5 separate regions of the Mus musculus genome follow, and regions 2, 3, 4 and 5 are each linked to region 1. Evidence: chromatin contacts called from public promoter capture Hi-C data. All regions are on one chromosome and are shown on one strand. The core of a region is the stretch at or near the end of the contact, and the rest is flanking DNA. Distances in the headings are between cores, read along the strand shown.

Region 1 (2,700 bases), core at 106-2,605:
CAGTTGAAGAGAACTTTTCCACTAATGTCGCTAAACCATGGATGGATCCCAACACGAGAGTCGTCTGTGGAAGTCTCGCAACAAGAAACCACCTAAGTTTCCAATCACGGGGAAGGGTCTGGGACAACTCATCTTCATGTTCTCGGGAGGAGTGGACGGAGCACACACCTGCTTTCCTCTGGCAGAGATTAAGCTCCCAGGGACACAAAGGCCAGGGAATCAGACCTGGAGAGGCAAAAAGCTTTAGCTAGATACCCACCAAGCCCCGTGGCCACCCAAACACTTCGAGTGTTTTTTTTTCTTTTTTTTTCTTTTTTTTTTACCTCTTGGAGTTACTTCTCAGGCACTTAGCGGCACAAGATGTTGCAGACCAGTGGGAAGAAGGGGAAGGCTATGCGCTCTGGTCCCAAAGTCAGGGGAGGGGTGTGGACAGTTACCTCCAGGGCCGGGGCTACAGGCCCGGACAGAGTAGCCTAGCCGCGCACGGGGCGCCGCCTGACTGCTCTCGGACCGCCCCCGTTACTCGGGGAGTTACAATGGCGACCGCAGGGCTCCCCGGACCTCCGGGTCTCGGCCCCCTTCCCCCTACCGCTCACTGGCTGCTCCGCTACATGTGACTAAACAAAACCCCCCGAGTCCAGAGCCCGGCTCGGCCCCTTTGTGTCCGCCACCGGATCCGCCGCCGCCGCAGCGGAAAGGCACCCCCCGCCCCGCGCGCCCGCCTCCGAGTCCCGCCCCGCGGCGGCCGCCGCCGCTCACCTAAGGTTCCGCGGCCCCCCGCGACCGCCGCCTCCCGGACCCCGCGGCCCGGGCTCCTTGTGCAGCAGCAACTCCGCCTCCTCGGCAGCAGCCGCCATCTTAGCCTGTGCGGCAAAACGCGTCCTTTCCGAGGGTTGGGAGCCAGCCTAGGGCGTAGCTCCCCGGGCCCGAGCGCCGCGGGCCGGGTCCCCCCACAACTTCTTCCGCCACCCTCAGTCCCGCCACCGCCTCAGCCCGGACGTCCGAAACGCGGCCGGGGCCGGGGCTAATCCGACCGAATAAGACCCCCGAAACTCACAGTTTGGTGCCGTGTGCGTCAAACCGGGGCGACGTTGGGAGCGCGCGGCGTCCCCGCGTCACACGCCGCTCTGTACGCTACTCGGCTCCAACGGCCCCCTCCGCTCCCCGCTTCTCGCCTCCGGCCTCGGTTCCCACGGCGCAGGCGCGCGGCTTTCCCGCCTCTGCCTGGCCGCCGGCCGCCGGGGGAAGCCAGCGAGGCGCGCCCGTGCTCTCGGGCCGCCGGAGCTCCCGTGCCAATCAGACCCACGGGGGGCGGCAGCAACGCTGCACCGCTGCTCTCCCGTGCCAAAACCAAACAAGGTCACCTCCCCCAGCGGTGACCTAACCACTCCGGAGGAGGTTCCCGCCCCAAAGTAGGCACGCTCCAAATATGGTGGCGACCAAACTCTGCAAGACCCAAGTACCAGGAATGCCTAGGCCCTTTAAGGTGGAATAGGCCCATCTCTGGTGTCTGCAATCGCTAGTTTGCCAAAAACCTGTTCCCTTTTCCAGCTGTTGAAAGAACCAGCAACATATATCAGGCCTACCTTGGAGAACTGGCACAGACAGGTTTTATGATGTTAAACAGGCCAGGTGGCAAAAGCATCAGGTATAGAAATTCAGTTACCCAGACAAGACACCCAAAAAGAAGGCCCGGATTTGGGTTCCTTGGACTCTGCAAGGGCAGATTCTGCACTAAGGAACATGCCTTGATTGTCCAAATTGGAGTCATGCAAAGAGACGTCAGAAATGCTGGTTAACTCTTCAGGTAATCAATAGATTCCCCAGAGGGTCTTCTAAATCTCCCTTTTAACAAGCATTCAGCCATGGGCTTCTGAGGGAAGCAGCGCACTAATTAGAGGTATTCGCTTTGCTTTTGAACCGAGTCAACAAGTTCCTAACCTGTTGAAGGTGAGCTAAACGTTCTAGAATACTCTGATGGGCCTGCCTTACTAAATTCTTTGGTTTCGCTGAACTTTTTCTCATGAAAAACTTTAAAACGTTTTTTAGTAGTTAAGCAGTAATCATGAACTATGCACCTCCAAGCCTTCGAGATATTATTAACATTCACAGGAATACACCATAATTACATTTATTTGTCAAGAATGGGAGTATCTTTCCTGAAAAACGGTGCCTTCAGAAGCAGCAAATGTATCCCAAAGAACGAACATTTCACTATCCACTCTAATTATTTCGCTTGCTAGTAACTGCTGACAACTAGAGTTCATGCTGTGTGTGTGTCAGGCATTCTTGTCACCTGTTCAAGTTCATTACAACCTAAAGTGGCAAAGAGAGATTAGACTGTTGAGCTGTTTCAAAATGAAAGCTTTCCTTCATATATACGAATAGATAGATACACAACAAATAAATCTGTGTCCATTTTCAGCCAACTGCTTGGAGGAGATGCACTTTAGAGACTTATTCTCATCTCATGAGTTTGGGTTTTGCTTGAATGTATGGCTGTGCACCGCATGCTTCATGCCTGGTACCACAGAGTCCAAATGAGCCTCAGGAAGGACCTGAAACTGGAGCTGCAAATGACAGGCCATCATGTGGAAATATCACAAGGGACCTGATCCTGAGTCCCCAGCAAGCACATAAGGTACTCTTGGCCAGTGAGCCATGTCTCCTGACCCACCAGGTCTGTTAACCTGCAGAACT
Region 2 (2,700 bases), core at 45-2,544, 1.6 Mb after region 1:
GTATAAACAATTTAGACAGTGGCTTGGGAGAACTCAGAAGCACTCTGTAGACATGACTCCCATATGAGAAAGTTTGCTTATAATATAGTAATAGCACAAAATGGCAGGCTAACCAGGTAACAGTTACCTAGGACTTAACATTCCATCTAGATTTTAATATTTTATCTAGGTCTTTATACATCTGAACCAAAATTTACTTATTTTGAAGAAGAAACTTGTTCTTTATAATCAAAGATTGAACTTACTAGCACTGATATAATGAAGAATATTTAGTTCCCAGCAAGCATTTTGGAGAAAATGTTGAATGAAAAAATTAACTCAAGGCTGGTGTTCTAGCTCAGTGCTGAAGCTGCATCTAGTAAGGTGGGTAGGAGGGGATGGTTGACAATGATAGTCTCCTGGAAACCAGACATCTTAAAGCATTGCCACAGTCCAGCTGCCAGTCTATCAACAAAGAACACGATGAACTAAACTGTGCACGTAGATTTAACTGGCTTAGTCCTTTCAAAAGTTACAACTTTCCACTATTAATTAATGTGACAGTATGTGAGGATTTGCGTGTGTTGAGACAGGTTTTTTCTGTATTGCCCTGGCTGTCCTGGAACTTGATTTGCCTGCCTGAGTGTCGTGTCCTAAGTGCTGGGATTAAAGGCGTGAGCCACTGTCGCCCAGCTGAGCTTATCTTAAAAAAAAAAAAAAGTGATTTCTGTGATGAACGTGGCACTAGTTATTAGTAATCACTTGGAACGAAGCAGATATCGGACTCTCATAAGATAAACCTTTTTTTTTTCTTGTCTTCCTTTCAAAAGCAAGTATGCAGAGGGCCATAGCTCATGGTATGCCAAACATTTTCATTACTTTAGATCAGACTACCAGTTTCCTGACTTAGCCACTTGTGGTACCGAGGACAGCCACTTCTTTGAAGGCTTCATTTCTTTCTCACAAATGAGAACAGGGAGCTCTGATCTGAATGCTGTGAAGTAGTTGTAAAGGCCTGTCCTCCCCACTCTGCTCTTTTCACTCCGCGCCCTAATCCCGACAGCTAAGGAGATAGGAAAAGGAAGTTCTTTAGTAAGGACCAGGGCTCCCCTGCCACGTGGCCCTCCGCGGGCCCTTCTGCCCGCAGAGCAAGCGAGCTCCAGGGCCCGACGGAGGAGACGCCGGGTCGCCGTGCGTGGGGGAGCGGCAGGCGGAAGCTGCGGGCTGCCAAGCCCCGCGGCTCCCGCCCGTCCGGGAGGGGGTAGGGGCGGGGCGTGCACACGGAAATCCATCGAGGAGGGCGGGTGGGACCTGGGGAGTTCGACTTCCGGTGGCGCAAAGCGTGCCGGGATCAGCTTGCGGCAAACCTCCTTCCCCGGCCCGTAGAGAGACCACCGTTAGCGCCGCTCCTGCTCGCACAGCCTGCTCTCGGCCACACGCTTGGCCGCTGCGGCTCCCGCAGTGTTCGGCCCGGTCCACTTGGTTTCCCAGGCAGCCGGCGTGCGCTCAGCTGCGGCTTCGGCAGACATGTTGTGAGGCGGCGGCGCGGGTGCCTGAAGGATGGTTTGGCCGAGGCGGCTGCAACCGCTGCTGGTGGCGGCGTCCTCGGGGGCTCCGGCTCTGTAGAGCTGACCCTGCTCAGTGTCCGCCCGGGACCGCGGCCGGGCGGGTATTCCTCTGTCTTGCGTGCGCTCCCGTGCCGTTTAGGTTCGGTTAGACGACAGCGCCAGTCCGTTTGAGGCGACACGCAGGGTGGTTCTCCAGCCCTGGGAGTGGTGTCCCTAGAACCCTCAGCCCCCTGACCTTTCCTTCATATTCCCACTAAAATCTCTCACACAGTGGGTGTTCCCTGCCCTCCAGCCCTCCTTCCTGGTTTCTGCACTCTCTTCTCTGAGCTTCCCGGACCCCAACATCCCTCTCCAGGGACAGCCTGTTGAGAAATCTTCGTGGAGTGGTGGACCAGAGGCGAGGAGTTTAAAAGTTGGGGCTTGAAAGACAGGAAGATACGATGGCTTCCTCGTCTGGCAACGACGATGATCTCACTATCCCCAGAGCTGCTATAAATAAGATGATCAAAGAGACTCTTCCTAATGTCCGGGTGGCCAACGATGCCCGAGAGCTGGTAGTGAACTGCTGCACGGAATTCATTCACCTTATATCTTCTGAAGCCAACGAGATTTGTAACAAGTCAGAAAAGAAGACAATTTCACCAGAGCATGTTATACAAGGTAAGCGATTTGTGTGGGATTTGGTTTCGATGAAGGATCAGGGGAACAGTCAAGCTAATAGAGTAACCACTTGGCGTCACAGAGCCTTCATTCCACTTCACTAGTAAGCACAGTTAATGAAAAGTCAAAACGGCATAGAGACAGCTTGTACCTTAAGAAAACACCTATGTAGCATTCTTCTGACATTGTTTTCATCCGGCTAGTGCAAATAAGGAGTGCAGACATTAGGGTCAACAGACATCCGCAACCCCTCACTAGTACAGTTTCCAATCAGGTCTTAAAACAACAAGAATTGACTGCCCACAGCTAAACGTGGATAATAACAACTGAGAAAGGAAACTCAAAGTTCTCTCTTGGAAAGTTAAATTTTAGAACTTCGAGCATGAGTTGAGTCAGAGAGTACCTCTCCCTCACCTGTATCGAGGAAAAGATTCATTTTTGAACACAGGGGTAGGAAAAACCCTTGGGCTGGTGACGGAGGTCAGTGGTGTAT
Region 3 (2,700 bases), core at 33-2,532, 1.3 Mb before region 1:
TAGCGGGGTATGGTGGACACTGAACATCCTCAGGGTCCACCAGGACTGGGTACCAACTCTCAGTGCCAGCTATGGTTTCTGTCCTCATCCAGCTGTGGTTTCTGAATCTATTTTACTGATCCAGTCACTTCCTCTGCAACCCCAGAAACAAAGATTGAATGCTATCTGACAAAATACATTGTAACGGGACAAAGCACAGTGTGAACTCCAAGCAATCAACAACGCCTCCAATCACACTGTCGTTCTTTGATTCTCATTGAGAAAGCAGAGGAAACGTTAGAAAGCGTGTCCAAGGCCTTCCAGATGTCTTAACTACAATTCTCACAGCATTCACAGGCCAAACTGGGTTACTTTGTAGCTGGAGTTACTAACCTGCCAGCTCGCTTAGGTTTCTGGGTCTGAGTATGGTAACTTTTGCTTTTGAATAGTGGGGTTCTGGTTAATGATTCAAACCAACACTTTCCAATGCTTCTGTGGCATACAAATGCCTCAACACTTGGATTTTTTTAAAGTGTGTGTGTGTGTGTGTGTGTGTGCGCGTGCGTGTGTGTTCACGGGGCGGTCACAGTACAGCTGCAGTAGTTTGTTTTCTCCTAGTATATAGCTTCCAGGTTTGGACTCAGGTTGTCAGACTTAACAGCAAGCACCTTTTCAGACTGAAGAATCTTCCTGCTCCAACCTTTTTCCACTCTAGATACAACTCCTCAGTAGAGGATCTGCAGTGTTTCCTATTCTCTTTTTTTTAGCCTAGCCTTTTCAGCCTTCACATTCACATCTAGGTACTGCACTATTATGAAGAATAATGAAGGAACCCACTCTACAAATTTTTAGAAGCAAACATTTTGGACAAAGGACAGTAATACGAGACAAAGCAATGACCCCTGGCATATGAACCACTTTCTGTCATGACAAGGAACCACATCCACACTGGCAACATAGTGCAATGTGTCTATTTGACACAACTCGCTCCTAAAATACTGAACACAAGTCAGAATCTAGAGTCTGAAAAGCAAACCCAAGGACTCCTGCGGTATAACTCTGTCCACCAGAGAGCGCCAAAGCCTTACACATATTTTATGTTACGCATTTCAAAGCTTAAAAAGGTTAAGAAAGCAGTTGAGGCCCGCTACCACACAACTGGTAAAGTGGCATTTTTGATACTTTCTTTATCAGTTTACTGGCCGTCCACTGCTCCCAGACACGACATTAGGGGACAAGGAAACACTTAAGGAGTTTATAGTCTAACAAAGGTCTTTACCTTGTCTCCTCTTCACTGACAGAAGACAGCACCCAGGCTCAAGGGAGGTGTCTCCCTGTCTCCAGCCTCAATGCATATGAAGAACCAGCCCTCCTTGTTTGATAGCAGTCGGATCAGAGGAGCTTTGGAGATACCTAGCTACACCCTCTACCTGTATGTATAAGGCCAGACTTAGTCAAGAACACAATCACAGTTGATGCTAACCCAGGATTCAGCACATACCTAGAATTTCCCTAGTAACACACACGCTTTGTTTAATCCTCCACAAAATTTATTCTTTAAGAGGTAAACTTAGGGCTGGAGAGATGGCACTGGCTGCTCTTCCAAAAGTCCTGAGTTCAATTCCCAGCAACCACATGGTGGCTCACTACCATCTATAATGAGATCCAATGCCCTCTTCTGGTGTTACTCATTTATATAATAAATAAATTAATTTTTAAAAAAAGAGGTAAACTTAGATACAGGACACCTGTATCTGTATCTAGATACAAGAAACCTGACAAGAACCAATGAGCTCATTAGCCAAAGCCCAGAGTAGCAACTTTGCTTCAGAGTCCAAGTGGCATTTTGAATTGTGCCTAAACCTCCAGATTGGGATTCTGAGTCCAATTCTCATGTCAATAAAGAAAGCTGAAGATAATATGGCGCTTCAAAGTCACATGACTGCTAGGTTGGAAAGAGATAAGATCAAAGAGTCATTCCATACATAGTAACGCTGTAGTAAATACAATTTCTAGCTCACAGTAAATGTCTCTACTTTATCATCACTAATTAGCCCCCCTTCTCTTTTTCCCTTCGGAACCTTAGTCTTTGTTTTTAAGATCTATTCTTTTGTTTTAATTATGTGTCTGTGCTGGGGGACTAAAGTTGGGTATGGGTGGCTGTGAGCCACTCAGCATGGCTGCTGGGAGCTGAACCGGGGTCCTCTGGGAGACACGCTCTAATCACTGAACCATCTCTCCAGTCTGCAGACCCCAATCTCTTATGTGTGTTCATTTGGAACTCTCACAAGTTAAACTATGACAGCTCATGAGGGCAGAACTGGAGGCTAAAGTACTAGAGTGACCCCAGAATATACAAGACAGGGGTATGGGTCCCCAGTCTCAAATCTCATTTCATTCATTCATTCACTCATTCATTTATTGCTTCCTGGGAACAAAACACTAATTTTGAGACATATGCACCCATGTGACTGCTGTGGTTTCCAGTCTCCTGAAACACACTTGCACATCATTCCTCCAGAGGATGTCAGCGATCTGCAGTTACGAAGCACTCACTCATCTGCCCACCTCACAGGCCTCTGAACCATCCCTGAGCTGCAGGAGGTTGAAGTGCCTCAGCTGGAGAGTGTTAATAGATCCTATACTCTTAGATACACCAACCAGAGACGTGGCAACCGTTACTTATTTGAGTGGTTTGGGTATTTTAGAACAGAAATTGCT
Region 4 (2,703 bases), core at 69-2,568, 1.7 Mb before region 1:
GCTGGCATCATGGGATGGTTCGTAGCATAGTCTTCCTTTGAGTCTCTTCTACATCCCAAATTAACACATGCAAGAACGTTCCCTCAAAGGCAAACTGGCAAAAGCCTCTCTGAAAAGCAATGCGCTTCCCTTATTGTTCTTGAGCTGTGGGGCTGAGCAACCCCTTCTTGTTATGGTCACAGGAAAGCAACTTAAGGGGCCAGAGATATGGCTCGGCAATTAAGAGCACATACTCTTCCTATTCTGAGCGCCTGCATAATGCAGGGAGGGACTTACAACACCTACAACGCCAGATCCAGAGGCTTCAGGGCCCTCACAGGCCTCTGTGGGCTCCAGACATGCAAGCAGAGCACCTGCATACATGTAACAAACAAACAAAACAAAACAAAAACAAATCAATCATCTAAAAATGCAACTTTCACCTTGGAGGGTCCCTCAGTGCACTGGGCCCCTTCTGATCTCTCCATGTCCATGGCTTCTGGAAGCCCTCCATTCTAGTTTGCATTTTATTTCTGCTTATGATATTTCTTCTCTTCTCAAATGCTACACGGATGCTCAACCACGGTACATGCAAAAATACGTTCTGCATGTGTTTGTGTCTTAGTGCACATTGATGCAAGAGAACACACTAAGTTGGCGAGGCACATGTTAACACCCTAAGGAGTGACCACACTTCTAGTATTAGGGAAGAAAATAAAACAGATTATAGATACACAATCCACTAAAAGGTTTGCAGTCTAATAATTCTGGTCTTTAACTTTTCTGTCTGTTGAAACCTTTTCTGAACTATCTGAGGAAGAGTCGCAAGAAGTTGGTAAATATCTGTATATCGAATTAGAGATTGCCTGACAAATTTCATATCATGGGATAAAGAAAAAATTATAAACTGCCCAGCTCCCTTAAAGTAACGGTGTTAACAAATATCTCATGCACTTCTGGTATCTCTGCTACCAGTAAAACTTTTACCTGCCCAACACCAACTGTGTTTGCCTTCATACATTTGGCAATCAAAAGTTGTACACTGCTAACCCACCCAAACAGAGACCCTCTATGAACCAAGTTGCTTTGCATTTCACAGTTGCAAATGAAGCTGCAGTGGGTTTCCCAGCCCTCTCTTGCACTCTTCTGCATCCTGCTCACCCACACTCACCACTGTGAGATAATGCAGGGGCTCAGGTTGCTACTTGCACAGGAAGATTTGCAGCTCGGGTCTTTGGAAGGTGCAAGAGGCTCTGGCTTCTGCTCTGCAGAGCTCTTGGAGCCTCTGTGGTCGTGGTCAGGAGCAGGGAACCCGAAGAGAGCAGAGGAAGTAGCAGGCAGTGGGGCGGAAGGGAGGGTGGGGCGCGACATGGGGAAGATGCAATCAGGGGAGCCCTGGGGCTGGGGCCCCCTTTGGGACAGGTGCGGGGCCAAGCCATGGGGAAAGGGGCAGGGGCGAGTCCTGGTGCAGGGGCGGGAAGGGGGGAGTCTCTGTGGGGCGTGGTTGGAGTGGCGTCTTGGGGTGAGGGCTCACCTAGGGGTTCAGCCAGATCCGGAAACCTGGGCAAACTTTTTGCCCTAATTCAGGCTCACATTGGACTCTGAGAAGCCAGCATCCAGGAAAAGACAAAGCGAAAGTAACAGTTTCTGTGGTGTGTTTTGAATTTTTTTTGTTTTTTGTTTTTGAATTTTGTTTTGTTTTGTTTAACAAATGGGATAAAATAAACAGGAGATGAATATATGCTTATCACAGAACAGGACAAACAATGGGTCAGGACGACAAAGGATATGTTTTGTTAAGTGCCCATGCTTTTAATATAATTTGATTTATAGCTTCTTTTTATAACTGAAGAGACCAATTAAGAAATAATTCAGTGTTTACGATTGTAATCCCTATAATCGAGAGGCTGGGACAGGAGGTTGGGAGTTTGTGTGCCAGGCCTAAACATCGAACTCTATCTGAAAAAGAGCAAGAAGAGGGCACAGTGATTAAGTATGGACTGTTTACTTGGGTCAGACTGCTCTGTGTGTGTGTGTGCGTGTGCGTGTGCGTGTATAGCATTGGACGAACCTTAAGCCAATGTTGAAGTCATCCAAGTAAAATTTCAGTACTCAAGACGTTTTTAACATTCAAGCATGGATTAAGAAGGGACATTAAGTCGGCGCCCGACTCCCAGCCCCACCCTACCCCGCCCGGTTCTACAGTTTTAGCTTCTAGATGTGGCCACCTGTCCTGAAATGAAGGAGATGGTTGTACCTCAAACCTGACTAAAATCTCTCTTGTAAGTCTGTGTATGACTTCCACACCCGGTGCCTGCGGAGGCCAGAGAGATCTCTAGATCCCCGGGAACTAGAGTTACGAATGGCTGTGACCGCCCATGTCCCAGATCCTCAGGAAAGAACAGCAAGTGCTCTATACCATGGAGCCATCTCTCCAGCCATGGCTGAGAGCTTTGAGACTCAATTACAAGCCTACATTTTCTGGTTTGGTAGGAAGACAGTATCATTAAGTGAATCCTCTCGCTTTCTGGGAATAACTACTAAATGGAAGTTTGCCGGTTGTGACGGTGAGGTACTAAGGATCTGTGTGGTGTACGTGTGTGATGTAGGTGTGTACACATGCTGGAACATGTCTTTTCTGGTCTTGTCTATTTGGTGTTCTGTGTGCTTCTTGTGCCTTCTCTTAGTCTTAGGGAAGCTTTTGCCTATGATCCTGTTAGTCTG
Region 5 (2,700 bases), core at 177-2,676, 1.9 Mb after region 1:
AAAAAAAAAAAATCATAAAAGAGAAAACACGATTCCATCACACAAGCTGACTACAGAGCCTGTGTGAGGAAGCTACAAACTCAGACTGACCTCAAGACACAGAACTATGGAACTGTCTATCAAACAAGGTTCTTTTTGTTTGTTTGTTTTTCGAGACAGGGTTTCTCTGTATTGCCCTGGCTGTCCTGGAACTCTCTCTGTAGACCAGGCTGGACTTGAACTCAGAAATCCGCCTGCCTCTGCCTCCCCAGTGCTGGGATTAAAGGCGGGTGCCACCACGCCCGGCTCAAGCAAGGTTCTTAAAGGTTACAGCTACGGGCTCTGTTTCCTGTACCTTATACGAGGTCACTACAGAAAAAACTCAATAGGTGAGGCACTTAGGCTATAAAAGAAAACAAGACTGTAGGGCCCCAGTCTATCCTCTACCTCATCAAGCAAGGGAAGACTCTACAGGCCCCAGAACTCAGCAGCACAAACACTGCCATCTCAAGACAGTCCTCGGGATGCAACAACAACGCTGGATATGATACAATGAATAACAGCTTATGACCCCAGAGTGACTGTGCTCACCTTCTGACCTGACTCCACCTTTGAATCTTTCTGTATATGCCCCAGATACAGCTTTGACCCTAAGCAGAGGTGGTCCTTCCAGACCCAAGCCTCCTTTACTGGATAACCACCTGCTAGCATGACCCTTGTACTACTAACTCTACCCACCAGGAAGTAAGTGTGCAACCCGAAGCAGTCTATCCTCTGCAATCACCACCAAAGGCCTTAACCCACAAGCCCCTGTGGTCTCTCTTCCTGGCAAGACCCTTCTCCGACCTGATTCACACCCCAGCAGTGGCCCTTCATAGCGATGGCCTGATTTACATCCCAGCAGTGTCTTTTCCCGCAGACCCTGCCCGGAGAGATGACTCCCTGCGGCCCTGATCTGACCCACACCTCAGTCGTGACTCTCTAGGTCTCAGACTTGATTCACACCCTGGACACGATCCTCCTTGCTGCCCCTGCTTAAAGCGGTGACCGTCACGCGCCCTGACTCGAACCACACCCCAGCAGCGACCCTCCTGGGCTGCTCCTGCCTCCCGCGGCCTGGCGACGCCTTACGCCTCACCCTCGGCCAGGACCCGCCGCACCCGCAGACGCAGCTCGCCCAGCTCCACTGTCTGCCCCACGAAGTCACTCTGATCACGGCCCGCAGCTCCGCCAAGAGAACCAGGGCCCGCCAGGAAGTCCAGCGCAGACTGCAGCAGCGACATGGCGTCGGCCGCTCCGCGGCAGCGGGAGCCAGGCTCCAGCTCCGCACTGCCGGGTTAGCAGCTGCGGGCGAACAACCCGGCCATCTTCCGCCCGCGCCGTGACGTAAATCAGAGAGCGAGTTGCGTCCCGACGCTGCGGCCCCGCCCTGACGCAGCAGGCGGAAGGGCGCGTGTTTCTGCAGAGCCAGCAGCAGCAGCAGGCGCAGGCGCAGAGGGTGCGATCCTACGGACCTCAAGCTCCTAGGAGGCACGGAGGTAGGGCTGTCGCCATCTGACCCTAACCTCATCTGGTTGCTTCCGCTGGCCCAGGTCCAGCCTAGGTGGCTAGAGCGTCGCGGGACGTTGGGCGCGCGCTGCGGACCGCCCCAGAGCCCGCCGCTCGCGCCTGACGCCTCAAGGTAAAGCGAGGCCTGGAGCCCACCCTAAGTGTCCCTAATGCCCGGTTTAGGAGAGGAGGGTATCTTGCAGACAAGCAGCCAGCCTATGAGCCACAGACACTTATGTTTTGGTCCACACAGGTTTGGGGGAGGATGAACTAGTTGCTAGAATTAAGACCGAAAAACGTAGTTTTAAAAGGGGGCGGGAGAAAGCTTCACAACGTGTATACAAAAGTCACCTGGCAGCACTGGACGCAGAATCCCGTGTGATGTCAAACACTTAGAGCTGTCCATCTCAGGTGAGGCAAAGTCATGGGATTCCCCACTCGTCTCTGTACCTCCGAGGTTTCTGAAGCCATATGAAGTTGCAGAGCCTTGGGTAGAGTTTGTGCTTTTGGACTGAAAAATGGATCCTTAAGCCCAAATCAACATCTTAACTGTCCCAGGATTGTATGCTATTAAATACGCCTTGGGGGGGGGGGGGGCGCTACCTGCTCTTTAAAAAGTCAAGTAGAAAAGAAATGAAAGATTATCATTAGTATACAGTGAGGTACGTGGTAGGTGAGACAGTAGTTTCCTAGAAATGGTGAAGTGGAAGCTTTGGATAACACCTGGAGGAATAAAGAACTGATGAAGTAGAGATGGTACCTGTAGGTAACTGAGGAGATTTGTGAAGAAGAGTGTGGGAGCTGAAAGGGCAGTGTGGTGTTAACATGATCTTAGATGGGAGACTTGAGCAGCCTAAAGCCAATGGGAAAGAGTGAAGTCTTTCCAGTATAGTGGAGAGGAGTACTGTCTCAGAATAGTAGGACAGTCAAGTCACATCCAGATAGAGGATATGTAGTGTTGGTATAGAAATGGCACCTTTCTATAAGAGAATCACTTATAAGATGCAGGGAGGAGGAAGTAGCTACGGCTTGCAGTTGCAGGTAACTTTATGTTATTACTGGAATGAAGTTGAAGGGATTTTTTATTTTTTGGTGGCTTCAGATCTCATTATTTAGAAGGAAAATAAATCTGAAAGCAAAAGGAAAAAGTAGGGAATTGGAGGCTTGGTAGCC

The links. Promoter capture Hi-C pulls out the DNA fragments that hold promoters and counts their contacts. Capture Hi-C pulls out chosen DNA fragments and counts their contacts.
Region 2: a contact with region 1 is called in a promoter capture Hi-C map of liver, with 2.5 times the contacts expected there. The contact joins the promoter of Dr1 here to the promoter of Zfp644 in region 1. A contact is called at or near these places in 1 of 484 Hi-C or Micro-C datasets (CD4 T cells), 2 of 115 datasets of contacts at active chromatin or transcription factors (embryonic stem cells and thymic regulatory T cells) and 2 of 9 other capture datasets (adipose tissue and liver).
Region 3: a promoter capture Hi-C map of the HPC-7 cell line shows a contact between it and region 1, with 4 times the contacts expected there. The contact joins the enhancer-like site here to the promoter of Zfp644 in region 1. A contact is called at or near these places in 6 of 39 promoter capture datasets (the 3T3-L1 cell line, 3T3-L1-derived adipocytes, the C10 cell line and 3 more) and 2 of 9 other capture datasets (adipose tissue and liver).
Region 4: a contact with region 1 is called in a promoter capture Hi-C map of pre-B cells, with 2.9 times the contacts expected there. The contact joins the promoter of Abcg3 here to the promoter of Zfp644 in region 1. A contact is called at or near these places in 3 of 39 promoter capture datasets (liver and pre-B cells).
Region 5: a contact with region 1 is called in a promoter capture Hi-C map of pre-B cells, with 2.7 times the contacts expected there. The contact joins the promoter of Tmem175 here to the promoter of Zfp644 in region 1. A contact is called at or near these places in 1 of 39 promoter capture datasets (pre-B cells) and 1 of 9 other capture datasets (liver).

The regions. Positions count from the first base shown.
Region 1 is chr5:106,695,475-106,698,174 of GRCm38.p6, forward strand. It overlaps Zfp644 (zinc finger protein 644), which reads right to left and starts at 1,356. Exons shown (of 10, transcript NM_001363318.1): 1 at 1,058-1,356; 2 at 169-225.
Region 2 is chr5:108,267,603-108,270,302 of GRCm38.p6, forward strand. It overlaps Dr1 (down-regulator of transcription 1), which reads left to right and starts at 1,295. Exons shown (of 3, transcript NM_026106.4): 1 at 1,295-2,207. The coding sequence starts at 1,988.
Region 3 is chr5:105,404,114-105,406,813 of GRCm38.p6, forward strand. It overlaps Gm26519 (predicted gene, 26519), which reads left to right. Exons shown (of 3, transcript NR_166586.1): 3 at 1,281-2,700. Among named protein-coding and RNA genes, the nearest start is that of Gm32051, 3.9 kb to the right of the region's middle. Within about 2 kb of position 1,283, at least 27 of the 459 cell types and tissues checked have an H3K27ac peak or open chromatin away from gene starts, as enhancers often do. A contact at or near this core is called in the HPC-7 cell line, where this site is marked.
Region 4 is chr5:104,981,399-104,984,101 of GRCm38.p6, forward strand. It overlaps Abcg3 (ATP binding cassette subfamily G member 3), which reads right to left and starts at 1,319. Exons shown (of 16, transcript NM_030239.2): 1 at 1,151-1,319.
Region 5 is chr5:108,628,384-108,631,083 of GRCm38.p6, forward strand. Tmem175 (transmembrane protein 175) reads left to right here and starts at 1,427. Exons shown (of 11, transcript NM_001163532.1): 1 at 1,427-1,517. It overlaps Gak (cyclin G associated kinase), which reads right to left and starts at 1,394. Exons shown (of 28, transcript NM_153569.2): 1 at 1,118-1,394. The coding sequence starts at 1,262.